Linked DNA regions of Mus musculus: all the other regions are linked to region 4. The links are chromatin contacts, called in public HiChIP or PLAC-seq, capture Hi-C and promoter capture Hi-C maps. All regions are on one chromosome and are shown on one strand. The core of a region is the stretch at or near the end of the contact, and the rest is flanking DNA. Distances in the headings are between cores, read along the strand shown.

What was found. Promoter capture Hi-C pulls out the DNA fragments that hold promoters and counts their contacts. HiChIP or PLAC-seq counts read pairs in DNA pulled down with a chosen protein or histone mark. Capture Hi-C pulls out chosen DNA fragments and counts their contacts.
Region 1: a promoter capture Hi-C map of pre-B cells shows a contact between it and region 4, with 2.5 times the contacts expected there. The contact joins the promoter of Zbed6 here to the promoter of Tmem183a in region 4. A contact is called at or near these places in 6 of 39 promoter capture datasets (3T3-L1-derived adipocytes, the C10 cell line, HPC-7-derived erythroid cells and 2 more) and 1 of 115 datasets of contacts at active chromatin or transcription factors (effector CD8 T cells).
Region 2: a FOXA1 HiChIP or PLAC-seq map of pancreatic cancer cells shows a contact between it and region 4. The contact joins the promoter of Lgr6 here to the promoter of Tmem183a in region 4. A contact is called at or near these places in 6 of 39 promoter capture datasets (the HPC-7 cell line, HPC-7-derived erythroid cells, cranial neural crest and 3 more), 1 of 484 Hi-C or Micro-C datasets (the G1E-ER4 cell line), 2 of 115 datasets of contacts at active chromatin or transcription factors (embryonic stem cells and pancreatic cancer cells) and 1 of 9 other capture datasets (embryonic stem cells).
Region 3: a contact with region 4 is called in a promoter capture Hi-C map of adipose tissue, with 6 times the contacts expected there. The contact joins the promoter of Snrpe here to the promoter of Tmem183a in region 4. A contact is called at or near these places in 4 of 39 promoter capture datasets (hippocampal neurons, liver, neutrophils and 1 more), 1 of 115 datasets of contacts at active chromatin or transcription factors (astrocytes) and 1 of 9 other capture datasets (adipose tissue).
Region 5: a contact with region 4 is called in a promoter capture Hi-C map of liver, with 2.5 times the contacts expected there. The contact joins the promoter of Sox13 here to the promoter of Tmem183a in region 4. A contact is called at or near these places in 2 of 39 promoter capture datasets (both in liver) and 1 of 115 datasets of contacts at active chromatin or transcription factors (pancreatic cancer cells).
Region 6: a capture Hi-C map of embryonic stem cells shows a contact between it and region 4, with 3 times the contacts expected there. The contact joins the promoter of Arl8a here to the promoter of Tmem183a in region 4. A contact is called at or near these places in 2 of 484 Hi-C or Micro-C datasets (erythroblasts and neutrophils), 2 of 115 datasets of contacts at active chromatin or transcription factors (embryonic stem cells and stem cell-derived neural progenitor cells) and 2 of 9 other capture datasets (embryonic stem cells and liver).
Region 7: an H3K27ac HiChIP or PLAC-seq map of embryonic stem cells shows a contact between it and region 4, with 4 times the contacts expected there. The contact joins the promoter of Timm17a here to the promoter of Tmem183a in region 4. A contact is called at or near these places in 1 of 39 promoter capture datasets (liver) and 2 of 115 datasets of contacts at active chromatin or transcription factors (bone marrow-derived macrophages and embryonic stem cells).

Annotation. Positions count from the first base shown.
Region 1 is chr1:133,658,719-133,662,443 of GRCm38.p6, forward strand. Zbed6 (zinc finger, BED type containing 6) reads right to left here and starts at 2,167. Exons shown (of 1, transcript NM_001166552.1): 1 at 1-2,167. The coding sequence starts at 879. Zc3h11a (zinc finger CCCH type containing 11A) reads right to left here and starts at 2,681. Exons shown (of 18, transcript NM_001276767.1): 1 at 2,519-2,681.
Region 2 is chr1:135,103,182-135,107,072 of GRCm38.p6, forward strand. Lgr6 (leucine-rich repeat-containing G protein-coupled receptor 6) reads right to left here and starts at 2,095. Exons shown (of 18, transcript NM_001033409.3): 1 at 1,748-2,095. The coding sequence starts at 1,959.
Region 3 is chr1:133,608,116-133,611,938 of GRCm38.p6, forward strand. It overlaps Snrpe (small nuclear ribonucleoprotein E), which reads right to left and starts at 2,165. Exons shown (of 5, transcript NM_009227.3): 1 at 2,049-2,165; 2 at 1,603-1,629; 3 at 782-844. The coding sequence starts at 2,102.
Region 4 is chr1:134,360,204-134,363,628 of GRCm38.p6, forward strand. Tmem183a (transmembrane protein 183A) reads right to left here and starts at 1,796. Exons shown (of 8, transcript NM_020588.2): 1 at 1,559-1,796; 2 at 1,331-1,420; 3 at 554-721. The coding sequence starts at 1,667.
Region 5 is chr1:133,421,806-133,425,654 of GRCm38.p6, forward strand. It overlaps Sox13 (SRY (sex determining region Y)-box 13), which reads right to left and starts at 2,407. Exons shown (of 14, transcript NM_011439.2): 1 at 2,071-2,407.
Region 6 is chr1:135,144,409-135,148,219 of GRCm38.p6, forward strand. It overlaps Arl8a (ADP-ribosylation factor-like 8A), which reads left to right and starts at 2,426. Exons shown (of 7, transcript NM_026823.2): 1 at 2,426-2,692. The coding sequence starts at 2,570. Ptpn7 (protein tyrosine phosphatase, non-receptor type 7) reads left to right here. Exons shown (of 10, transcript NM_177081.4): 10 at 1-918.
Region 7 is chr1:135,311,531-135,315,246 of GRCm38.p6, forward strand. Timm17a (translocase of inner mitochondrial membrane 17a) reads right to left here and starts at 2,207. Exons shown (of 6, transcript NM_011590.2): 1 at 2,164-2,207. The coding sequence starts at 2,189.

The DNA.
Region 1 (3,725 bases), core at 917-3,416, 700 kb before region 4:
CACACTTCTTTTACATATGTTACACACAGCTCTTGAGATGTGCTGAGGGTCAGTATAAAAAAAATTCCAAACTGCAGATGTCTTGGCTCTCGTTCCTGGAATTAAGGCATGCTTGACAATGTTGCTTTTGATGAGAAAGCGCCCTCTTTTTGCCCTCAGGGCATCAGATGCTGACTTATCGCGCTTCTTACCCATTCTGTTTTCATCTACAGAATCAGTAGGAATATACTCAAAGCTTCCATTGCTTCCAGGAGAAGGAGGAGACAACGATAAATCCAAGGTAAAGTCCTCCTCCCCATTAGTGACTCCAAACTTGTTGGCCCTGGTCCAGTGAGGAGAATGCCTTGCCTGAAGATGTCTTTGAAGAGTAGATGTACCAAGATGGCTGCCTGGCTTACCCCTGCTGACACTTTTTTCACACAGGTTACAAATTGCTCTCCAGGTATATTGGGGGTCAACATGAAAGAAGTGCCACACAATGGAGGTTTTGGCTCTGGTACTAGGCAGATAGATTTGCTTTTCTATGTTGCCCTCAAAAAGACTTTCTTCATCTTGCTCAGGGGCACCGGAAGCTAACGAAGCAGGGGCATCAGCAACAGGTCTCCCAGACCCCAAATCCTTACTAAACTTTTTGGCAAGAATCAATTTTTTTCGGCGTCTTTTCCCCTTAATTCGCAAACCCTTCTTTCTTTTCTTTTTAGCAGGCAATTTTGTCTCTTTATTCGCTCCTTCTGCCACCATCTTTCCCTCTACCACATCGTCTTCGTCTGTGTTTGAATTAATGGAAACGCACCCCAGAATCCCAGCATCACCAAAAGTACTGCATCTTCTGCCAGGAGAGATTGAGGAAACTGGTACACTTAGAGTACATACACTCATTCTCTTTATGTCTCCACAATGCGGACCAGAACCTCTCAGTGGGTTTATTACTCTGGCAGAAATACAGCTGACCCTCTCCACTTGTATTACCTTTCCTCCAGTTTCTATGGGGAGTCAAATTCCCTTTCAACTGATGATTTCCAAGCCAGGTTATTTTTGGAGGAAAAATGACAGCAATGGAGAACATTCCCAAACTCTGTCTTGCAGGGCTTTAGGAGTTCTTGTAACTTTCAAATTCAAATCGTCCAGTGTCCTTATGTTATAGAAAAGAGAACCGAGGCCCATTTTCCCACCGTCATGGGATCTGGAGCAGCTAAAGGTTAAGTCTTCCAAATTGCAGGTTCACGTTCTTGCTGCCGAATCAAGAACTTCATCTGCTGGAAATGCCTTCAGTTCTTAAAATATGTACTTTTAGTGAATCCACACGACAACAACACTGGCTTTCCCTTAACTTCGGGAATATTTTCAGGAAATTTCACTTAAGCTTAGTGCACCACTCAACAGTCATCATTTAAGACTGACTTGCCAATACAACCTAAAAAGTCAATTCCGGCCAGCTAAATCAGATTCCACATACTAGGCATTAGCAGTAAGCGCTAGCTGTGCCCTTTCTGTTCTGATATTTTGAAAACTATAGGTGGCTGAAGAAAAATTAACTGGAAATAAAATTTCAAAACAAGGTAACAAGCTATATTCTTCATTTACGGTTTCTATCAAGAGTTCATATTTTTAGACTGAAGCAACATTACATACAACCTGTAAATAACTCATAAATTGACATTCTATGAGCAGCCAAACTAAAATAAGCTTTAAACCACTTCCATTCCTTTTCCGTGGGCCCCCTCCCCTCCCCTCAATACCAACACGTTTACCCTACGAAAGCATGGCTACCACTAGCTGCACAGCCGCCTTCTCTGGGTTCAGAACCAAAGCCTGGTAGATGTCAACAAAACGAGCCTTCCCCATGGGGATCCGCACCGATTATGGGCGTCTAAGGGGTGTTCTTCGTACGATCTCACCAATCCTACAAGAACGAAGAGTCCCTGTAGCTCTTGACTTCGAGGATGAAGGCTTGGGCGGGAGAGTAATCAGGGTAGGGAATGGGAATAGGATACCAGAATTCGACTCTGTATGTGGAATATTAGAAAACCTCCAAAGTAGTGGGACCCTAGAGAGGAAGGCGAGGAGGTAAAGTCGGGTCCAGGCACTTGATCTGATCTCGGGAGGGAGGGCCAGCTAACTAAAGAAACTGATTCCCGGAAGAGAGCAACCTAGTGTCAGTTCCCCCTCCGGGGGTCCGAAACAGTCGCTTTTCCGGGGCTACCCGGGAATCCCGGTTCGGGAACACCGGATGTGGGGGGAGGGGGAAGAGGTTGGTAAGTAAGGGAGCAGGCGCCGTGGGGGTGGGGCGGAGCGGGTGGGGGCAGGGAGGGTGGGAAAGTGAGCTGAAGTCTGCCTAGGAGCCCAGCAGGCCGGGGCCGCCGGCGGGAGTCCGGGTAGCTGCCGTGCTGATGGGCCCGGTTCAGACTTCCCGGGCTAGGCCGAAAGTCGGGCGAGGGGAGGCCGCTGCCACTCCCCTCGCCCTCTTCTCCCTCCCAGGCCCCAAGTCACCCGGGAATCAAAAAATGGGTCTAGTTACCAGAGAACAGAAACTTTACCGAACCGATGACAATGTCTCCGACTCCCGCGTGCTGCCACGTCTTTCTCTTTTCTTAGCTGCGGTCGCCCGCCGTCCTCACAGCAGCCGAACAAGCAGAAACCCAGGACTGCCAGCGTCAAAGATGGCGCCCGGCTACAGGCTCGCCTTTAAGGCTGGGCCAGTGAAAGTGCCAGCACGACGCAAAGCGCAGGCATTCTGGGAGTTGTAGTTTCCTCTATGAGGCCAGCCTTAAAATGGCTTCTTGGGTCATAGGGTCACGTGTCACGGAGGCACGGGGACCGGAATTTCTTTCTGTGGACCCGGATGCCTATCAGAAAATTATTCTTCACGAAAGTTTTGTTTTGTTGTAAAATCAAGGAGAGAAGCAAGAAACCTGTCTACCAGATACCAAACATTCAATTTATGTTAACCAGAGTGTGTATAATGAGCCTTCCAAACCTGATAGACATTTAATTAAAAATTAGCTCCGAACTAACTGACCTGTTGTGGCAGCACTTAAGAAGCAGAGGCAAGCAAGTCTCTGTGAGTTTGAGAACACCCAGATCTATATAGTGAGTTCCAAAACAGCCAGGACTATTTAGAGAGTCCTGTATCACAAAACAAAACAAAAACAAAAACAAAAACAAAAACAAAAACTACTTTTCTCTTGCAAAGTTGAAGGACTTCCATAGCAGAAGTTCTGCTCTGGATGCTTTCCTTTACTTAATCACATTTATCTGTTTGTTTGTTTTGGCTTTTGAGACAGATATACTATGAACTCCTAACCTGGAACTTGCTCTGTAGACCAGGCTAGCCTCCAATCTTTAGCAATTCTTCCTCTCCTTGAGTGCTAGTGCCACAGGCATCTGCTACCATGCCTGGCTAGTTTTGTCTGTCTTTCTTTCTTTCTTTCTTTCTTCCTTTCTTTCTTTCTTTCTTTCTTTCTTTCTTTCTTTCTTTCTCTCCTTCCTTCCTTCTTTCTTTCTCTCCTTCCTTCTTTCTTTCTTTTTTTCTTTCTTTCTTTTTTAAGGTTTATTTATTTTATATGAGTACACTGAAGCTGTCTTCAGACACACCAGAAGAGGGCATCAGATCCTATTACAGATGGTTGTGAGCCACCATGTGGTTGCTGGGAATTGAACTCAGGACCTCTGGAAGAGCAGTCAGTGCTCTTAACCACTGAGCCTTCTCTCCAGCCCATTTGTTT
Region 2 (3,891 bases), core at 845-3,344, 740 kb after region 4:
CCTCGGAAACTCAAAGGCTTCCTTGACACCCACAAAGACTCAGGAAGAGCTCAGAAACCTTCACCTCTTCTAACCCAAAGATACCCCGCATATCAGAGGGCACTGGGTCAAAGTGTCACGGAACTGTTGTCACCATGGAACGTGGAATACTTGGATCCCCAAAGTGAAACTCTATCCTTATTCCCAAGCCCTGCCAGGAAAAAAAAAAAAAAAAAAGTCCACAGATTACTCTAGAAAATTTTGGTTGCTGAGAAATGTGGCCTGACCTGCCACCCTCTGAAAGGTCCTGTGTCCTCTCTGTTCCTTTAACACAGGCAAGAGGCCTCTTTTCTGCTGTCCTGGAAGGCTGAATAGAAGTTATTTCTAAAGTCTTTTTAGCCATCTTCCCTGTCTTCCAAAGAAACAGTGTCATAGACCCCTAATGTATTAAACTGCTAGAAATGGAATTTCTGGGGTGTGATGGCGGTGGGCCCAGACCTGCTGCTCTCTGCTTGGTGCTGGGCACCCTCACAGCTCTGCTGTGAATACCTGTGCCCACCTCTCCCATCACCCCTAGGGGCTGTACAGGACTTGGTTTGTCCTTCTGGAATATGGGTGTTTCTGTTCCCACAACTGTTTCTTTTGGAGTGAAGAAGGATATGGGGGCGGGGAGGTAATCGCGATATGGAAGGAGCCCCACAAGGGGCACTAGTTCAGGATCCCCCACTTTTACCAGGACACCACCCTCTCATCGCACCCTGGCCCCACCAGCTCTATTGCCGAGCCTCTGGGAACAAGCCCGGCTGCCTCTTCCTCAGCGATCCTCAATTCTAGGATCCCAAAGCCGAGAGAGCCTCTCTCAGGCCTGAGGGAGCTCTGGCCAGACTTTCTACCCAGATCTTCCCACCTTCTCTCCTTCTTCTAAGGGATAGCAGGGGAGGCCAGGGGGTTTCCTCTCCCTGCAGCAGGGGTCAGGGCCAAGAGGTCCGGGCTATGCTCCCACCCACTCCTGCCCAGGTAGTGATCAGCTACAGCTTCCGGCTCTCCCGATTCTGAGCCGGCTACCCCCAATAGGGTCCCCTTCGTGCACCACCTCACCCCAACTCAGACTCTAAAAATGGTTCTCTGGTTTTCAGTCTTGAAGCCTGCCCACAAATTAGTGTCTCTAACACAGCCTCCTGGGACAAGACTTCAGGGAGGCCTGGGGAGGGGGTAGGAGACCTCCACACAAGAAGATGGTACTGGCAGAGTCCCTAACTAAGGAGAGGAGAGCTGCGTGGACCCTTCACCAAAGCCCCCTGCCTCAGTGGGGCAGTGCCGCTTCCTGCTGTGGTGGAAGAACCCATTTCATCCCTACCAGGGCAAACTTCCCTCACCTCCTAACAGAGCACTAACTTTTGCCTTCATCAATCCTGGGCAGTGTTCTTCTGAGGAGGACAGCAAAAGAATATACTGTCACACACACACACACACACACACACACACACACACACACACACACCACTTTCTTGCTTGGCGTTCACACTGCACTTCACCAGGTCCCACATTAAGCCCATAGGGGTGGGGGAGAAACACCTGGGAAAGGTAGCAGGGAGGCCTAGGCTCATTTCTTGCCTCAGTTTCCCAAGTTCTAAGACTAGCTTCCCAGTCCTTCACTCTTGGAAAAGGAAGAGCCCTCTTGGGGATGCGCATGTCCAAGGGCACCAAACGAGTGTTTGCGGGGCAGGCGGCCATTACGAATAACAGGTACCAGCAGGTGAGTACTCACAGGTAAGCCGTCAGGGGGTCCAGGTCCGCAGGCACCACTGAGAGCCCGAGCTCGGAGCAGTCAGCGGACAGCATGATGCCGTCCTCCTGGCAGTGGCAGGGAGCCGGGCAGGCGGGACGCCCCGGGCCAGGCTGGGGGTCGCTGCCCGCGCGCGCCGATGCGCACAGCACAGCGCAAAGCCACAGCGCCAGGAGCCCAGGCGGGCTGTGCATCTCGGCGGCGGGCTGCGGGGCACCTGGCGGGCGCTCAGACGGGCGAGCGCACGGAGTTGTGCGCGCGCGGCTCACCTCCTGGTCCCGGGCGGGCCCGAGGGCTGCGCCGTCGGTGGGCAACGCCCCCGCTCGACTTGGCTTGGGCGCGGCGGCGGCAGCGGCGGCGGGACGGTGCAGTCAGAGAGGGGCAGGCATTGTTGAGTGATCTTCGTTATTCAGTTTCACAGGCTGGGCTTGGCGAGGGAGGGAGACACGGGGGTGGGGTGGGGGGGCTGGGAGGAGGAGTCAAGGAAACTTTCTACGCTGTGGCTCGCTCCCCTTCCCTCCTTCCTTCCCAGCTGGCAGGAATTTCATCGGGGGCGTGGGGTAGGAGAGGGGCGGTGAAGAAAGCAAAGAAACCCAAAGAAAGCTAGGAAGGGCCAGCACATCAGAGACCTGCACTTGTTTAGAAAGGGTGCCCCAGAGCTGGGCCTATGGGGTCGAATTCTTTTTGACTTTGGGAACAGCCACAGGGTCTCAAGGGACCAGAGACCATCAGGGGAGAAACAAACAAACAAAAAACAAAACAAAACAAAAAAACAACAACAAAAGAGAGTTCCACAGACTTGAGCCCCACTACCAGATTTTAGGCTGATGGGAAAAGAGACCCGAGAGAAAGAGATGTTCAAGGTCACACGGCAGTTGGGGACAGCCTCAGAACTAGTGCCCAGATCACTCCTTTACACCCATTCCGACCAGGGAAGGAAGAAGGTCTCAAGGAGGAAGGACGTGGTCGCAGGTTGGTAGTAGGAATGAGGAGGGGCCCCCTCATTGAGGAGCCACTCCTCAACACCAAGCAACTGGCGTAGATTCCACCTGATGCACAGGGCATGGAAATGAACTCATGTAGACTATAAGATCTAAGGTCTAGAGATCACCCTGAACCTTGATCTCGGGACCCAGGACAGCAGAGGGGCTGCCCTCCGCACAGCTGGTTGCCAGAGCTTGCCAGCGAGTCGGCTGATTGGCGCCACCTGGAGGCCCAGTACTACAGATGCAGCTCAAGCACCTTAAGGGCCCGATTCCATCTATAATCCATCTATAATCCCAGGACCTTGGAGAGCAAGGGCAATAGTGGCTAAAACTGGAGTCAAGACTCAGCTCTCTTCTTAGGCCAGCCTGGGCTAGCAGTGCTTCCTTCACGTGTCCTTTTGCTTTCTCTGGTCTCCAGATCTTTCCCTGAGCCAAGCCCCAGGATGGAACTAGACCAAGTTGGGAGCAGTTTGATCCCCATGGTCCATGAGGACCACACGGAGGTAGCCAAGATACCCTCCACCTTTTACTTCTATATCCCAAACACTTCATCAACCCCTCTCTATCTTTGCGGACGCCGCAGGGCCCGCAGAGGGGAAGCTGCATAGTCAGACCAAGAAGCCAAAAGAACTGTGCTGTGCTTCCAGGGCTCCAGCCGCAGCTGTGATAGAACTACAAGATGAGCCTGTAAGAAGGTCCCTCCACAGCCACACAGACCTGCAAGCAGAAGCCCCCTCTGTATTTACTCTCGCTTACCCCTTGCCTTCACCTTGGCTCTAACCCCTCATACACACACACACACACACACACACACACACACACACACACACACCATTCATGCTGCTCCAAGTCCCCAGCCAAAGCTGGAAAATCACACTTGGGCCCCTTTCCACCTCTGGAGCAGCCTTCTGAAGTGGGCTTGGGCAACTCAGAGCTGAGTGTCCAGCCTGCCCACAGGATGGAGAGTCACTCTGGGGCCAACCCTTGGACTCCTGAGAAATGCAGTACTGAAGAAAACATTAATGTTCAGTCCTAGGGGGTCACAAGAACCCATTCTCACTTTGGGAAAGCTCCTCGCTAGTAGAAAGCCCCACTTTTTTTTTAAGTACACTTGTCTTGTGTATGGGTATGATTGTAGAG
Region 3 (3,823 bases), core at 915-3,414, 750 kb before region 4:
AAAAACAGAGACGGGAGAGGTGGTGGAGTTACAAATCCTTCCTTGCTGCTCTTGCAAAGGACCCAGGTTTGGTTCCCAGCACCTACATGGAAGCTCACAATCACCCATCTTCAGGTGAGCCAACAACTTCTGGCCTGTTTGGGCATTAAACACACACAGGCAAAACACTCAGACAAATAAATCTAAAATAACAACAAAAACTTATTGCCATGGTAGCTGTGTGGTAGAGCAGGTACTTTGATCCCCAACACCATCACGATAGAAGCCTAACAAACCATAAGTCTCACCCCCACCAGCTCTATTCTGGCATGATCTAATCCAGAATGCAAGTCCTTTATCACTCCCCGCCCCCCTCTCATTTTGTTTTTGTTCCCTCTCCTCACAAACGAAGCTCTTCTTAAAAGTCTTAACTCTCCCTTCCTTTTTTTTTTTTTTTTTGGTTTTTCAAGACAGGGTTTCTCTGTGTAGCTCTGGCTGTCCTGGAACTCACTCTGTAGACCAGCCTGGCCTCAAACTCAGAAATCCGCCTGCCTCTGCCTCCCGAGTGCTGGGACTAAAGGCGTGCGCCACCACCGCCTAACCTCTCCCTTCCCTTCCTCTTAAGAGAAGTATTATCTAACCCTATTAACCAGAGCAAGGAGAAAAGGCTAAATAAATAACTCCAGCTCTGAAGAGCTTTCTTTGGGTTGGGTCCTTGACGCCTTGTATATTGTTCTTACTGGCCATCTTCTGAGATGTCTTTTTTAATAACAACTTGAGGAAAAATAGCCTGGGTACTCACAATAATACAACCTTCTATCCGCATATTCACTTGTTCATACAGCCACACCTGAATTCGAGATCTCTGAAATAAAAATAATGACTTTAGAAATGTAAACAAATCCCACTCCATTACTTTGTTTCCACAATAAACGACTTATCTTAAAAATTCCAATAAATATAAGCCAAAAACTAGAACTAGTTAGTCTTCATCTAAGAGCTAGCAACACTGGTTAACCTGCTGAGAAACATTTAATAAGTGCTCGGGCAGGCCTGTCCAAACTAATTTTCCTACTCTGAAAATTTATTTTTGCTTCTGGCATGAATACACTTACAGTTAGAACTGTTCACAGGATAGTACAAAGCGAATCTGGCGATTAAAAATTACAATGGCTTAAAACGATTTTTCATCTGTGTTGTAACACTCTAAAATAAACATCGCTAAAATCTCCTCAAAGAAGAGCATTTGCCACTCGCTTCTCTGTATATAACGCCCCCACTCCCCCAAACCCCGCTTTGGTGTCTTTTCTCCATTCTAAGTCCAACTATGGAAAAAGCACTATGCAACTGTCACTGCTAAATCCGATGACAAATCGTTCTTACAGAGTAATTTTAATAGTAAATATAATTACATTGTTCTTACAGAATAATGGTAACTGTGTGCATCCTTAAGTCAGCACGGACATATTAATAATTAGCGCTTTCCCTGTGACCTTATCCTCAACTCTGGTTCTCCCCCCCCCCCAATTTTTTAGTCTAAGCACTAGAAACAGAGAATTTGTTACAAAGAGTCAAACAGGCCCAACTTTCATTTCAGTAACAGTAAGGAAACAACTTACGTACATTTTGCAAGTATCTGAAGATAAGGTTCTGCAGCACGGCGATCAAGGAAAAGAACTACACAAACAGCGGAGCCTCCGCTCCCAACCGCGCCGGACTCTCCAGCGCCCCAAGGTCCGGCCGGGCTACATCCGCAAGCACAAACGACCGCCGGGAGCATGCGCTCCCTCCCCACCGCCCTCGTTTCTCCAACCTTCCCGATGGCCCACATCCTCCTCTCCTCCTCGGTATCCCCCGCTTTCATCGCGGATCGCCAGCCTGGCCGGGTCCACCCGGAGCCCGCCTTCCGCCTCCCGCCTCCCGCCGCCCTTCAACTCCGCGCGCTTTCCTGCCTCCCCGTTCGCCCCAGGGCCTCACGGGAAGCGGCCCGCAGCGGGCTGCCCGGCTCCCCGCCCACGCTCACGGCGCCTACGGCCCCCAAAGCCCCGAGTTCACGCAGCGTAGGATACGATGGGCTGCACCATCACCTTCTGCACCTTTTGGCCCTGGCCGCGGTACGCCATGGTGGAAGTCACAAAGACCACACGAGTAGGAAGGCCGCCTCGGAAAGCGACTTCCGGAAGCAAGACCCGGAAACGGAAGTGCAGTGGTCGTCGGCGACGCGGGCCGGTCCTGGGGAACGCCTCTCTAGGCCAGGAGCCGCTTTTTCTCTATGCTGATAGACTCCGCCGGCGGCCTTCCGACTCAACCGCTCTTTGAAGTCGAGGTCGGTCCTACAGCGCCACCTGGAGGTAGGCTGAGAGGCTTGCCTCTGCCTAGGTGCTCTTCTGAGAGCTGCTCTGGAATTTAGAGGCGGCATCTTGTCCAGAACCATCTGCAGACTCCCCTTATTTGTTTTGGGCCCCAGAGCTAGTCTAGATGGTCATGCCCGAAGCAGTGGTGGAGTTGTGGCTTGTTCAATAACAGATTCAACCCTCATCACCTTTATGCAGAGTTAACTGTTGCAGTGGCAACTGAAGATGGCAATCTAACTAGCTTGGAGGTATTGAAATCGGCTTGTTGGACTCAGATCTCTCTCAGTTGTGTGACCGGTGATAATTAAGTCATTAGGCCTCAGCATCTCCGTCCCGCAAGGGGACAGGAGGTGAAGATTCAGGGAGGTAGTAGTGCACAGGTGCTCCTAGAACACATCTGTAATCTCAGCTTGTGGAAGGCGCAAGGTGAGTATGACCTTAAGCTAAGTAGTACGTTCCAGATCTAAGCTACATGAGGCCTTGTTTCAAAACAAAACAACCTACATGGTATACAACCTGATAAACTTAAGGTAAGTTAGAAATGTAAGTTAAAAAAAAATGCATTTAATGCAGATACCTTGGGCCCAGGGGAGATGATTCGGTAGGTGGGACATGAGGTCTGTCAACCAGCACCTACACAAAATTACATGCCTGTAATTCCAGAGACAGGAAGGAGGGTGCCTGGGCTGGATGGCCAACTAGTCTAACTTAATCGCCAAGTCCTAGGTTCAATGAGAGACCCTGTCTCAGAAGGTAGGGTGAAGAGTGACTCAGAAGGACACTTGATGACATCCTTTGGCCTCCACATGCACACAGAAAATTGTTGAAAATGTATATGCCTAGTCTACTCAATGCCATCGCTTAGCAACACAACATAGCAGCCTTTCTTGAAGCTGCAGCTGCCCCCCACCTCACCAGAAAGTACCTAGAGCTGCTTACCAGGGAAATGATCAAAATTTAAAATGCAAAGTCTGATTTTTTTTTTTTTACAGAATTCATATTGCTTTCACACCATCTTTAGGATGAAGAATTGTAAGTCAGGAGCTATCTGGATGTGTGTGTGTGTGTGTGTGTGTGTGTGTGTGTGTGTGTGTGTGTTAAAGCCTCGTCCCCCACCCCACAACACAAGTAGCAAGAAAAGGGACTGATTAACCTGATTAACCATGCCTATGTTAGTTAGTAACCATGCCTATGTTAGTTAGTAACCATGCCTATGTTAGTAGTAGGCAAGCCTACTCAGTTTTCTGTTAGGACAGGGCTTGTGGCCTGGTTCAAAGTCTATCTAATATTTTAAAATATTTAATATTTAACATTTATTTAAATATTCTCTTTCTAACAAGGAAGCTGAGCCTTGAAAGGATTTTGGATGGCATCTAAGGGGACTGGCTGGCACTTTAGGAGATACCACTTAGGTCAAATAACAGAATCTAAATTTGCTTACCTAAGGTCTTCTTCAGATGAGAATAACACGAGCGCCAATCTATAAAAGT
Region 4 (3,425 bases), core at 546-3,045:
TAACGACCCCTTCTGACCTGAGGGTGCCAGGCATACAAGTGAAGCACACACATACATGCAGACACTCATATTCAGTTCCTCAAAAAAAAAAAAAAAAAGTAAATAAACAAAACTTAAAACGTTAAGTCGGAAATTTTCTGGAAAATGTGTACACACACGCACACACATATAATATGTATGTATACATCCCTAACAGAATTTTAAAAAGTGTAACTAATGTTGCTGTTAATTTTTGTATCATGGAAAAGAAGGTTATGGGGCTGGAGAGAAAGCTCAGCAATTAAGAGCACTGATTGCTCTTCCAGAGGTCCTGAGTTCAATTCCCAGCAACCACATGGTGGCTCACAATCATCTGTAATGGGATCTGATGACCTCTTCTGGTGTGTCTGAAGACAGCAATGGTGTACTCACACAGACTAAATAAATCTTTAAAAAAAAAAAAAAAAGGTTATCACCGACAATCACTAGTTCCTTGTAGATCTCCCCTCACATTGAAGAGCGACAGCATCCATCACCACAGACAGAGCTCAGTGCTCAGGAAAGCAACCCGTACCTTTATGTCTCTTGCTCTTCTTTTTTCTGGAGACTGATCTTTCCTGAGTGCTTTCTTCCTGGGCATCCATCTCATCACTGCTGTCCAGGATGTCACATGGCTCACCCACCCCGGAAAGAGCCTCCTCGGCAGGAACCTGGGACGCTTCCAAGCCACAAAGAGATTTTACTAGGAGGAAACAAGGAGAGAATGAAACGCACTTGGTCCCATCTGCAAAAATCTTGAAAGCAAGACAAACATAACAAAAAAAAAAACAAAAAACCCAATATGCCAAAGAAATGGAAGTCAACTGCATGGTAAAATATGCACAAACTACCAAAAAAAAAAAGGGGGGGGGGACTGGTATCAAGGAGTGGCAGTGGAAATTAACGAGTACAAAAAGTTGTGTGGGATTTTGTTCTTGTTTTGGTTTGGTGGTTCTTCTGAGACAGGACCTCACACTTGCTAGGTAAACCAGGCTAGCCTTAAACTCACAGAGATCCACCTGTCTCTGCCTCCCCAATGCTGAGATTAAAGGAATGCCCACCGCAGCTGGTCACAAAGTTGGTTTTAACTCAAAGAGGAAACAAAACCATTTCGGCTCCGGAACCTGCTGATCCTGGCTACACACACCCATCCCATCCAGGATACGAAACGAGAAAGTAAACAGTGGGAAGAGCAAACACGTTCATGACCCAAAGGTCAGTAGAAAAAACACCGGGACGCAATTCCAGGTAAATACAACACCCAATGCTGTCTCTTAAAAGCTTGGGCCTAAAAAGACCCACGAAAGCCTACCTTCCTGCTGAATAGCGTTGGCCACGGCTTTCTTGACCCGTCCAGACCTCACCACCGCCGGATCCGAGTTGGCATAGTCCGCCACGGTCACTGAAACAGAGCAAAGCGCCAAGGCCTCCTCAGACTCGAGGCAAAGTCTCCGCCACCGCTCCCCGCCGGGTCCCGCCGCGCCCGCCCCGGCCGCCCAGCCCGCCTTGGCCGCCCAGCCCGGCCCCGCCCCTCGCCCACCTCGGCCCGAGCAGGCGTCGTGGGCCCGGAACTTGAGCCGCTTTCCTCTCTTGGGCATGGTGACGGTGTCCCGATGAGGCCCGCCTAGCTGGCCGGAGCCCCGGGCCATGTCTCGGCCCCGAGAGCCGGCTCCCGGAGCCGCAGAGCACCTCCACCCGGCTCTGCGGCCATCCCCGCACCGAGGCCGCGGCTATCGCGAGGACTTCGGCGAGGGCTCTGGGTCCCGTTGATTGCCGACGCCCCTCTCGGGGAGCCAATCGCCTCCGGGGCCCGGTGACGTCATCACCCGGCGCCCTCAGCCGCAGCGGAGGCCAGGTTCCCAAAGCGGAGCGGGCTGTAGGACGGGGAGTGCGTTGTCACCGTCTTCATCACCGTCTTCTCTGGGGCGTTTGGTCCTCCAGACCGCGTTCTTTAGAACTAATAATTTACATCGTGGTCCACTTCAGCATCTAGATTGCATATATCTTGTTTTCGTCATTCTCTCTTTCCCACTTACGTCAAGTAACCTGAACGTAAATATCAAAGCGGTCGCTATAATTTTGCTTACAAAGGCTTTGAAATTCTCTCTGCAGATCAGTGGCTAACTCCTGTAATCCCAACACAGAGAAAGGATCAGAAGGTGAGAGTCATCCTCGGTTCGTAGCCAGCTGGGCTACAAGAGATGCTGCCTGAAAAATGAGTAAATGTCTGAATTCTCAAAGTAGAAGAGATTCTTAAAAGGTTTCCCATCACCATCATCCGAGCAAATTCTAGAAGGATAGATGAGAACATATAATTCCTTTGTATTAAAAGAGAAGTCCCGTGTTGTGTCTTTTTTTCTTCTAATTCCCTTTCAGCTCCCAAAGTGTTAACAGTCCCTGGCTTAAGAAACAGTCCTTTTGACCCAGGCAACCCAACTGGCTAGATCTACTCAGAGAGTGCCCTATAAGACACCTCAAAGGGGTCTCCATTTTATTCTACCTAGTACTGTGCACAGAAGTTCATAAAGAGCAAACCACATAACTTACTAGAATTATGAAACAGTCTACCACCAGGGATCATAGAATAAGGCTTGGATCACTTGGGAATGATAACTGAAACAACATAATTGGTTATAATCATGCTCTAATTTATCTAGAATTATAACAGGAAGCAAAGGTCTAACAGCCTATAATTGTTCTAAATAATTTTCCATGTATACATAATTAATGTCTGTAGTTGAGTTCAAAATACAGCTGGTCAGCACAGAGCCTTCTCATCTCACGTTACCAGTAAAAATTTAATGAGGCTTTCATGCATGTAGATCTCTGCTCATGTGACACTCTTTAATACTCACACCCAGGAGTCCAAAGGGAATCAAAGATGCAAGAGACTCAGGCCCTATTAATAAACCACTAACTGCTTTAAAAACATAAGGATTTTAGCTGAAATGTTCTCTCATTTTAATCCTTTGGAATGAAAAACATGCTAGTTACACCAAAAAAATTTCTCTTTCAAATTTTGATTGAAAAAAATCTTAAACAAGATTTCTTGGAGTATTTAGCCAATTTAGAGGAACAAAGAACCCATACGTCTTTTATTCCTCATTTCAATAAAAAGTAACAAGTGGAGGCCTAGGAAATGCTTACTCTAGAAAGTGCTTGCCAAAAAAAAAAAAAAAAATGCTTGGCAAGACTTTATCATCTCTCAACCTCCACATAAAAGTCAAGAGTTGTGGGGTTAGAATGGTGGCGATGGGGACTCACTGGGGATGTGGGCACAGGCTATTCCCTAGGGCTCACTGGCCAGCGCACACACACACACACACACACACACACACACACACACACACTTGAGCAACGAACTTTCAATTGGTTGCATTAATGATCAGACCCAATTTTACAGGTTC
Region 5 (3,849 bases), core at 1,157-3,656, 940 kb before region 4:
TAAATTATAATGGCCCAGGTTGGAGATACTGCTCCGTGGTAGTCACTTCCCCAGTATGAACTAGGCCCTGGGCTTGATAATACTGTTATTACAGTAAGGACAATAGCTAGCTGGGCATGGTGTCTGTGCCTTTAATCCCAGCACTCAGGAGACAGAGGCAGAAGAATCTGAGTTCGAGGCCAGCCTGGTCTACAAAACAAGTCCCAGAGCGGCCAGAGCTACGCAGAGACCCTGTATTGGAAAACAAACTAATAGTAACAACAATAATAGACGTAAATATGATTAGTAATAAGAAACAACAGCTAACTTCCCAAATGCACACACTGAATACAGTACCCAAGATTTCCTGCATGTTGAGCTAGAGCTCTTCCACTAAGTTACATCCCGACAACAAAAGCTAACAGTTGCCGAGCATTTATTTACTTTGTGCCGCATGGCGCTGAGATTGCCTTTAGACTTTTCATCCTTAAGACCACCCCCACGAGGTGGCCACTGTCAGAATTTAACCTCACTATACAGATAAGTAACCTGAGCAAGGGAGGTGGGTCAAATTGCCTTCGGTGGCACCACCAGCGGCTGCACTACTGTACAACTCCAGCTTAGCTTCCTGGTTCTAACTACAAGGCTATCTGGCGTTCCGTGGTACAGGCCTTCCAAACCAGCATCCTTCAAACCATCAACATACACCAGCTTCAAAGATAGAAGCACAGATCCGCCCTTTTTTTAAACTGAGAAAGTACAGGCGATGTTTGGACATCGCCAGGATCAAGCGACCCATCTCGGTCAAGAACAAGACCCAAGTGTGTTGAATCTAGCACACAGTGAGGGACTTCCTACCGCATCAAGAAGTTGGAAACAGGGTCTCTGGGAACCTTGCTCGGAGTGGCAGCATCACTGACTGACTGCCTTAGGTCAGACCCCTCTGCCAGCGCCAGCGCTAAGGCGCCGGGCCCGGAAATTCCCACAGAGCTAAAGCAAACTTCCCAGGAAAACTCCTCAGTTTCCTCTAAGCTCTTGTCACGGAGATGCTGCCAAGAGCGCCAGCTGCTGGGGACCCTCCCAGGCTAGAGCCACCGCTCAAGCGCCCGGGGTCCTCCCGGAATGATCCAAGGCTGAAGTTCAAAATTCACGTCCAGCCCAAGCCGGACCCCCGGCCTCGCCAAGGACTCTGGGACAGCTCCCACTCTCCGTGCCTTTCCCCCCCCAGCTTCAAGTAATGAGGCACCTCCTGCCAGGACATGTAGGTTGGTTGCGGGGAGATCCCGCGGGCGACCCTAGAGCTCCTGGGGAATCTGAGCAGCCGCAGCTGGCGCGTGCAAACACACGCACGCACACACACACACACTCGCGTGAGTGTGTGTTTACGTACCGAACGTGGGATGGGAAAACAATGGCGAACCGCTGGGACTACGCGACCACCCCCCACCCCCATCCCATCAGTCCTGTGATCAATTTATTTCTACAGTGAAAGGGGCTGAAAGGCGCTTCTCCGACACTCCACCGTGGGACGCAGGGGTGGCAAGGGGCAGGCTGGAGTGAAGAGCAGCAAGGGCTGAAAAAATGGGAGGCGGCGCCCGGCTGGTCCGCGGGGAATGAACCGGAGCCGTGGGAAGGGCGCGCGCTGAACCCCGGCTGCCCAATGCACCCCGGGACCGGAGCTCCGCGTTGCGGGTACCCGAGCCCCACGTGGGGCTCGCACGGGGACATCTAAGCTCAGGCTGGGAGTGCTTAAACTGGGAGCGTTGGTCAGGCTGGGGCGAAAGACCTAAGGCCGGCGGGTCGCAAAGGGCGGGCGGGTAGAGGACCCCCGAAGCCCGGCTCGCGTGGCGCGCGCACGCCACCCCCAACGGCCTGTAGCCACTGCCCTCCAAAAGGACGCGGGATCAGCGCGGCGCCACCGGCCGGCGTTGTGAGGGGTCTGGTAGGATCGGCTCCGCCTGGCAAAAACTTTGCCCAAGATGGAAAGTCGCGCGGCAGAGAGCCAGCGTGTCCCTAGGAACGCGGGGGCGCGCGTGTCAAACTTCGCGAGGCTGGGGTGATGGGGCGCGCGGCGCGAAGGGGCGCACTTACTAATCGGTCGGGCGCGGGCCCGGGGTCGCAACTCCGCGCTCCGGCTTCTGCTCAGTGCGTCCCGGCAGCCAGCAGCCTGGCCTTCCCGCTCACATGCCCCGGCAACGCGGCGGGCAGCGGGCCGGGGCGGCGCGGCCGGGCGGAGGCACGCCCCCCGCCGTGGGCTGGAAGCGCTCAGGACCCGCGGCCCGCCGGGCTCCGCTGGCCACGGTCGCCGAGCTGAGGACGGGTCGGGCGGCGCCCTCCTCCGAGCCAGGCCGCTCGGCACTCTGCCCTCTGCCCCCGGCTGGCCGCCGCCGTGTTCCCTTCCGCAGTCCGGCTCCCGGACTCGCGGCCGCTGCGCCCGCCAGGCCGGCGGGCAGTGCGCTCTGCTCCTCCGCGCAGCTCCGAGCCCGCTGGGTCCAAAGCCAGGGCCTCCGAAGCTGAGCGCGCCGCCTCGGCCTTCGACCTCCGCCGGCCGCTCCGGAGCTCGGCTTCCAGGAGCCGCGCTCGTACACTTCAGTTCCCAGGCGGGACTGGAGCAGGGCGCTCGCCGCTCGCTTCTGCGAAAGCCACTCCGACAGCCTCCGAGGAGAAAGAGGGAGGGAGGGAGGGAGGGCGCGAGCGGGCGGGGGAGGAGGGAGGGTGTGGAGATGGAGGAGGGAGGGACAGAGCTTCCTCCTCCTCCTCCTCCTCCTCCTCCTCCTCCTCCTCCTCCTCCTCCTCCTCCTCCTCCTCCTCCTCCTCCTCCTCCTCCCAGCAGCTGGTCCAGCCAGGCCTCAACAGCTGGAGACCTGTGCTGGGAAGGGGACAGCAGAGGTTCTCCAGAGTGAGACCTGTGGAGATGTAGTGACCCACTGGATAGAGAAAATAGGGGGAGGAAGGTGAATTCTGCCTAGTCCCCTCGACCCAGGTTTGAGAGTTACTATGGGGAATTTTCATTCCTTTTAACAAGTCCAGTTCACAGCCTCCTCCAGAGACCCGAGATTGAACTTTATTTTTCTCACTGGTAAATCAGACTGGCCTCGAACTCACAGAAACCTGCTTGGCTCTGCCTCCAGGGTGCTAGGATTAAAGGCATGCTCCTTGAGAACTGCCCTTGGAGCTGGGAGTGGCTCATGCCTATAATACCTGGGAAGCTGAGGCAGGAGGATCTCAATTTGAAACCAACCTGAGGGCAAGGAGAGACCTGCTTTGATGCGATCAGATCTCTGACAGCTTCCTAATGTCTAGCCACTCCCTAGCCCTGTCCTTTTTAGAATTTCTCCAACAAGTCCTTCCTTTCTTCCTGCCCCGTTTAGGAGGAAGGTTTGTTTGAAGAAGGGTTTCTCCTCATTCGGCCCATCTATTAAATGTCTACACCAAACCTGACCCAAGCAGATGCCAGGGATCACCAAGATGAATGACACAGTGGCAGCCCTTTCTGGATTCCCATGTTGTGAAGACTCTAATTCTACAAAGTGCTAGAGCCATAGGGTCTACCAAGGATGCTAAGCTATGGGGACTTGGATCAGAGTCTCCTTAGAAAGGCCACAGTTTGAAGTACGTCTTGAAGACCTGTGGGAGCAGGGCTGGTTGAAGGAACGCCCATTGTGGGACTGTATGACCCTCTCCCTCTCGAGTGGTGGCCAAGCAGGAAGCTTCCACAGGATGCATGCATTTCATCAGTCCCTGCTTCCCTGCCTGGGTGACAACTCTTCCATAGTCTTCTGTCTTTTGGGTCTCTGTCTGGTACCAGCTTCTCAGGCAATCTTTGAGGATCAAATCATGGCCAGGAGCTCCATCCATGGGCTCTGAGAA
Region 6 (3,811 bases), core at 1,176-3,675, 780 kb after region 4:
TCTATCTCAGGGATGAACTATGAATCCCAGAAAGCCAGACAAACCCTGAGTCTCCCTTGACCCGGATTGGGCTGCCTGTGGGGGGGAAGGCAGAATACTATTCCTACTGTCTGGTCCTCAGCTCCTGGATGTGCTAAGTGACACAAGTCCTCCATGAAAACCCCAAGGAGTTGGAGGAGTGACTGCCTCCTTGCTTCCTGGCATCTCTCTGGAGAACTCGAAGTGCTTCTGGACATAGTGTCGAAAGCCTGTGAGCCGCACTTGGACAGGGAAGACAGGAGAATCGGGAGTTCCAGACCAGCCTTGGCGATGTGAGACCCAATCTCAAAAGCAAGCAAACAAAAAGAAACTAAGCAGCGGGGCATGGTGGTGCATACCTTTAATTCCAGCACTCGGGAGGCAGAGGCAGGCGGATTTCTGAGTTCAAGGCCAGCCTGGTCTACAAAGTGAGTTCCAGGACAGCCAGGGCTATACAGAGAAACCCTGCCTCGAAAGAAAAAAAAAAGAAAGAAAGAAAGAAAGAAAGAAAGAAAGAAAGAAAGAAAGAAAGAAAGAAAGAAAAGAAACGAAACTAAACAAACAAACAAACAAACAAAAATAATGTGAGGCTACAACTGAGGTTAACATTTTTAATGCTCGACCTGAGCTGAGTAGGTGCTCTGCTTCTTTAGTCTTGGGGTGGTGGCTTGCACTTCCACTTTTTTTTTAAGTCCCCTGAAAGGTCTGCACTGCTGCCCAGGATAGGCTTCTAAAGTACAGGATGCTACATGAGCTCAGAGACTGTATAGAAGGGTGCAAGGGAGCAATTGTACAGCCCTATGGGCTCCCTCCCTATACAGTCACCCCAACCCTGTTCTAGAGGGCACAGGCTCTGGAAAAGCATAATAAATAAATAAATAACCTCTTGGATGCCCACCCAATTCTTCTTTCCATCATTTTAAGCCTCTGGGGCTCTCTCTAGCAACAGAGTAAGGCTCTCGGGAGCAGAAACAGGCTACTAGATCTTCACCCCTAAGATACACTCTTTTCCAGTACTTCTAAGGACATGGTAACAAAACTGTAATCAATGGAAGGGAGACACAGAGGCACTACCTTGTTCAGGGTGCTGTAACAAAGCACCCCACACCCCACAACTTATAAACAACAGAAAGTTGTTGCTCATGGCTTGAAAAATGGGAAAGTGATCTGTCATGGTACGGGTAGATTCAGGGTCTGGTTAGGAGTCACTTTTTGGCTAATAGATTACAGCCTTCTCTTTGTAGCCTCAAGATGGGAGGAGTATAGGCTCTGGGCACCTCTGTTGTTCTCTCCTTATATAAGGGCACTAATCTTAGCTAGGAGGCCTCCCCCCTCATAACCTAGTCGCCTTATATGGTCATCACTTTGAGGAGTGGGATTTCAATATATGAATCTGGGGGAAAGACACAGAAATGTAAAGCAATGAAAATCTATTACTTTGTATGATAACTTAAACTTTAATTTAAACATGTCAGACTATAGCATGTACCTACGGAGGAAGAGAAGAACTTATTAGACAGATGTTAGTAAATCAGAATAGGCTGATCCAGATGTTGAGGGCTGTCTGGTTCTTTAATAGGTTTAATCCATACAGTTGATGTTAACAGTTCATCACAGCCTCCAGGTGAAAACCGACCCCCAAAGAGAGCCCAGCTGCCTAGGAATCCTGAGACCAGGAAGGCACAGCCGGTTGACTGAGCTGTTATCTCCTGCAAGGGAGGATGGGGACTTCTTGGCAGACTCTCCACCACCCACTATCAAAAACTTTGTATCAAAATAGCATACATTTTTTCCTTTGCTACCGCCGTTCCTCACAGGGAATCCCTTGCCCTGATTTTGCCCGTCTCTTTATAGTGAAGACAAGCATCAAGTTCAAATGTCGATCTCACTTTGGGCTTCCCAGACAAGTAGCCTGGCAAACTGTGGTTAACAAAACAAGATGGAGTATTAAGGGCTCTAAATCCGGCTGTTACTCTCTATGGCATTTCGGGGGATGGAATTCGGTACCCAGAGATGCTCAGAGGCAAAGGTTCAGGGAACAAAACCGTTTCTTGGAGATCTTCATGTCACGGTTCTTCGGCCTGGAAATACCCTAGCTTAATCGGGACACCACCCGCCCAGGACCGACCACCGTTCAAGCCAGAAAGCGGTGCAGTCAGGGCGGGGCAAACGAGGGCAGCAGAAAAAATAAAATTACAGCTTTCTCCGCAAGCGCGCCATCACGCTCCTCCCGGCCGCCGCGGGTCCCCGCCGCCCCGCCCGCGGGCGCTGGCCTAGGCCGCGCGCGAGACTGGAGCGCGCTCGGGTGCGAGCAGGACGCGGCCCGGCCCGCGGGAGGGCGGCGGCGGCGGAGGAGGAGGTGGAGGCGCCGTGGCCACACCCATCGGCGAGCGGATCCTCGGGCAGCGCGTCGTCGGCCGCCGCGCTCCAGCCTCCGCCCGCACCGAGCCGCGGGACCCGGCCGCACCGGGGAGGGGCCGCTCCGGGCCGCAGCGCGAGGGCACCGAAGGCGGCGGGGACCCGGCACCGGGCGCGGCCGGTGGCAGCGACCATGATCGCTTTGTTCAACAAGCTGCTGGACTGGTTCAAGGCCCTGTTCTGGAAGGAGGAAATGGAGCTCACGCTGGTGGGGCTGCAGTACTCGGGCAAGACCACCTTCGTCAACGTGATCGCGGTATGCGGGCAGATGTGTCGCCGGCGCCGCGCCCTAGGCAGCTGGGGTCGGCGCCTGGCGTGGCCCGGCACCGCCGGGTTCCGGGCAGGGAGGAGCCGGCTCCGGGCACTTAGGGCCTAGCACGGTTCTTGGGGGACCGACTGGCGTGCCACCCGTTCTCTGGCCTGGGCTAGGATGGCAGGGCTGGGGGCGGGGTAGCGAGGACCAGGGGAACCGAGCTTGCGTTCCGGAGCTGGCGGCACGGAGATGTCTCCACGCACCGGGAACCCGCCGCAGGCTGACAGGCCCCCGAGGCGGGCGCAAAGAGGCATGACGGGGCGAAAGTGCCCGGACAATCCCGCTCCGCGCGTGGAGGGTCACGGGACGCGCGGCCGGAGCGTGTTGCCAGGGTGCCCTAGCAGCCCAGCCCCACCCCGAGGGCTCTGCCTACCCTTGCTGGACGCGGAAGCCGCGGCCCTTTGGGGCGGGGGGAAGGTATCCCTAGAGGCAGAGGAGTCAGCTGAGGTCCTGGCTCTAGTCCAGACTCCTCCCCGGAACCTGTCCCGGGCCTGCCTTAGCGTTGGGGTCCCGAAAGCATGGCACCATAAAGGGAGTTGGGAGACTCCACTTGGCTCAGAAGTTGCAAGAGTAGGTACCGAGGACCCGAGAGGATGAGCTGGAGGGGCGCCATCCACCTGGGGACAGGGGAGAGAGCAGCTTTGGAGACTCAGCACTGGGGGAGGCGGAGGAGAGAGGGGGGTGATTGCAGTTGTATGTCTGTGCCAGAGGAGTGGTGAAGAAGGAGTTAAATTTTCTCTTTAAAAAAGAGGAAGATGAGCTCCCTGGGCGTGAGCTGAGCTGCAGTAATGGCTGCAGCCTGTATTTCCAAGCTAGGCAAGACTGGGCTTATGGGACCAAGTAAGGCTTGGGACGGGGACATAGTTCCCCCCCCCCCCCCAGAACCTAGGCCCGTTCCCAAAGATGGGTTTTCCAAGGACTGTGAATTCGCCAGATATAGGCTAAAGATGCTGATGTGCAGGTCCGCAAAGATGTGAGACCACCAGCTTCGGTACCACCACTTGCCTGTATTGTATTGTTGCCCGACCCTGAAGCCCCATAGGGCTCAATATCCCTGCAAGG
Region 7 (3,716 bases), core at 957-3,456, 950 kb after region 4:
TCTGCACCTCAATGCTGGCCTTTGGAATCTGTTTGGCCAGGTTAGTGACTCCGCCTCCTCACCCACTCCTTGATCCTGGTTCCCACACACATGCTGCCTGGGCAAGCACAGAGAGGTTTACTTGGGCTTATAAACAATTTTACAACGAAGTCTAAAGTTAGCAACAACAACAAGAAGTCGTTTGTAAGTAGTATGTCCATTAGAAGTAGAAGAAATTTCTCAGTGTGTCACACAGTCTCAAGAGATATGTACTTGGGAGAAAGAGACAGAGACCAGCCTAGGCTACATGGTAAAACTCTATCTTAACCCCCAAACTATGGTCCCTCCCTATAAAAGACAAGCGCTATAGTAAGCCAGCACCTGGTCCATCACTATAACAGTAGTATATTTTATTTATTTATTTATTTTGGGTTTTTTTTTTTTTTTTTTTTTTGAGACAGGGTTTCTCTGTGTAGTCCTGTTGTCCTGGAACTCACTCTGTAGACCAGGCTGGCCTTGAACTCAGAAATCCGCCTGCCTCTGCCTCCCAAGTGCTGGGATTAAAGGCGTGCGCCACCACCGCCCGGCAACAGTATGCTTTTAAACTTGCCATTATTGCTCACTAGAATCTAAATAATGACTAATTTCCCTTTAGAATTCATAATCTTCTAACTTGATAAAAAGACTGGGACTATCTCCTCTGTATTTTACAAATGAACGAAGGCTCACACAGAAGTTAAGTAGCCTGCCCCAGATGGAATAAATAACTAGAACAGCCAACTTAAGCACAAAAGTTGGTACTCCAACCCCCCGCAAACTCTGTCCACTCTATTTATAGATCCTAAAGCACTCCGAGAAAGCAACAAAGAAGTATTATGACAATGATTAAACCATCTACTGTTTCAGACAGCGCTGGCCTCAGAACACACCAAGAAAAAAAAGGAATGTCCAGTAACTTATCAAACATCAAGACATGGCCTTGCTATGTATCCTGGGCTAGCCTAGAACCTAAGTGCTGAGATTACCAGCATGCACAGTGCACTCTGATGAAAATATGTCTGACACAAGGTCTAACCCCAGCTGCCCTAGAACTTGCTATGGAGCCCAGGCTGTCCTTAAACTTGCTGGCTCTCCTGCTTCTACCTCATGAGGCCTGTGCCACCTGACCTGGGGAAAACTCAAATGTATCAAAATTACCCCTCCTGCTAATCTGTGTCATTATACGGCATCTAGTACCAATTTATACAGTCCAGCTAAACCCTGCATATCCAACCCCAACACATGGAGATAACCTCCTCTGAGGACAGAAGGCTGAAGCATACTTTTGGGAGTGCCACCAAATAATAATTTAAAATCCTGGGCAGACACACTATTTGAGGATAATACCCTGACGCTCATTACAAACAAAAACCCAGAATACCAAGATCTATTAGCTTGTGACACCTGAGGCTTTATTCAAACAACTGTTGAGACTCGACAGCTATTACATTAATTTACTGCAAACAGCTATGCCTGATTTACTCTTGTTTACACCTTGAGCCAAGCATACAGCCCTTACTTAATAAACACTTAATGAATTTATGTCTATTCATGGCTTTTCAGAGAACACACGCAGCTCATCTCTTCCTATTTTCCACATACTGATATATCTTTTTTCTTCGGGAATTCCACATAGGAAAGGCCGCTTCAGCCTACAAGGAGCTCATCCAGCCCCCTTGGATGTTGGGTGAAATTTGTGGTCTACTCATTTGAAATGCTTCATCGTGGGGACACTTAGTCCTCATAGGCATAAGGCCTCGGGTATGGCACTCGGAGATCTACATTCCCTTCGTCGAGGCAGAAACTGAGCAGAGCGAGGCTTAGGGACGTGTTCAAGGTCGCCTCAGCAGGCAGAAGGGATCATTATTGTCCCCGCACAAAGTCGACAGCACCTGCCATAGGGAGGAGGTTCCAAAGCTCCACCAAGCCCAGCACCGGACCTCCTCCCAATGCACCACAAGGTCACAGGGGTGCTGGGGTCCTGGCACACTGCGCTAAAAAGCCACCTTTGTCACGCTCATCCACACTACCCACAGCTGCCCAGATCTCGGCGCCGAGCCGCGCGGAGCTCCGCTTGCACCTCAGACTCCGACCACGGCGGATGGAGGAGGTAATTAAGGGACAAGGGCGGCGGCGGCAACTCACCACGGCTCTCTCGCGTATTCCTCCATCTTGGCTCCAACCCGCGCGAGAGTCTACGGCACGCTGGGCGGAAATTGATCCCCGCGACGGAAGTGATCCCAGGCGGAGGCGTGCTACTGGACGGGGATTGGAGCATCTCTTCCTGCCGCAGCCAATGGCAATCGGACTCCTTGTAGACCCGGAGCGTGGAGGCTCCCCGGCCAGGGCGTGGAGGTTCGGGGGTTCGGAGTACTGAGTGACAGAGTTCAGATCAGCCCCGTGGCCTGGGATAAACATTGATTGCCCTTTTTTTCGAGACAGAGTTTCTCTGCCCTGGAACTCGCTTATGTAGCCCAGTCTGGCTTCAAACTCAGATCAGCCAGCCTGTGCCTCCCGAGTGCTGGATTAAAGGTGTGTGTCACCACTATCCAGCCGCTATTTTTTAAAAAGTGCTTTTGCTGTCAGGTATTTATTAATAGTGCTACTTAATTTGCCGTGAACAGTGAATCTTTAATAAATATATGTAGCTCTTTTAGAGCAGATCTATATAGTCATAATGTCTGGAATGTAATAGATAACTTTTAAAATAAAGATTATTTTTATTAATTGATGTATGTACGGGATCTGGTGGGTGCATGGAGGTCTAAGGAGAGTCTACAGAACTGGAATTGTCAGGGCTGACAGCGAGTACTTTACCCACTGAGCCAATTTAGCAGCCCGAAAATAAGTGTTCATCTTATAGAGACAATTGGACCATTTCAGGAGCCATGGCCAATTTGAGACCATTGATTTTGGGGGTCGTTGGTGCCAGATCCTCTTCCATGCCTCCCCACAAAGGATAACCCAGAAAGCATGAGATATGTTTAGCCCAGAGAAAAGAGACTGAAAATAGGGCTATAGTCATACTTAAGTTGGTAAGTCAGATCCCCAGCATCATACACACACACACACACACACACACACACACACACACACACACACACACGGTTATGGTGGCACATATTGAAGTTCAGTGTTATATCCTCAGTTGCATTTAGAGTTCAAAGCCATCCTGAGATACTCCAGACTTCCCTTGTTAAAGAAGAAAAAGCTAAAAGTATGAAGTTTCACCAGCCTTATCAGGAAAACACAGTCACTGCCAGCTATAAAGGGAGTTCTTGTTCCATTCCACCTTAAAACAACAACAACGCCGGGCGTGGTGGCGGACGCCTTTATTCCCAGCACTTGGGAGGCAGAGGCAGGCAAATTTCTGAGTTCGAGGCCAGCCTGGTCTACAGAGTGAGTTCCAGGACAGCCAAGGCTACACAGAGAAACCCTGTCTCAAAAAAAAAAACAACAACAACAACAAAACAAAGCTAGATATTTGAGGCTAGACAGATGGCATAGCAATCAAGAGCCTGACTGTTCTAGAGGACTGGGGTTCAATTCCCAGCACAAATGGCAACTCACAATTGTCTGTTACTCCAGTTTCAGGGGATCTAACACCCTCTGCTGGCCTCTGCAGACACCAGGCCCACTTATGATACACAGATAATTCAGACAAAATACTCATGTTTTAATTATTTTTTTAAATATAG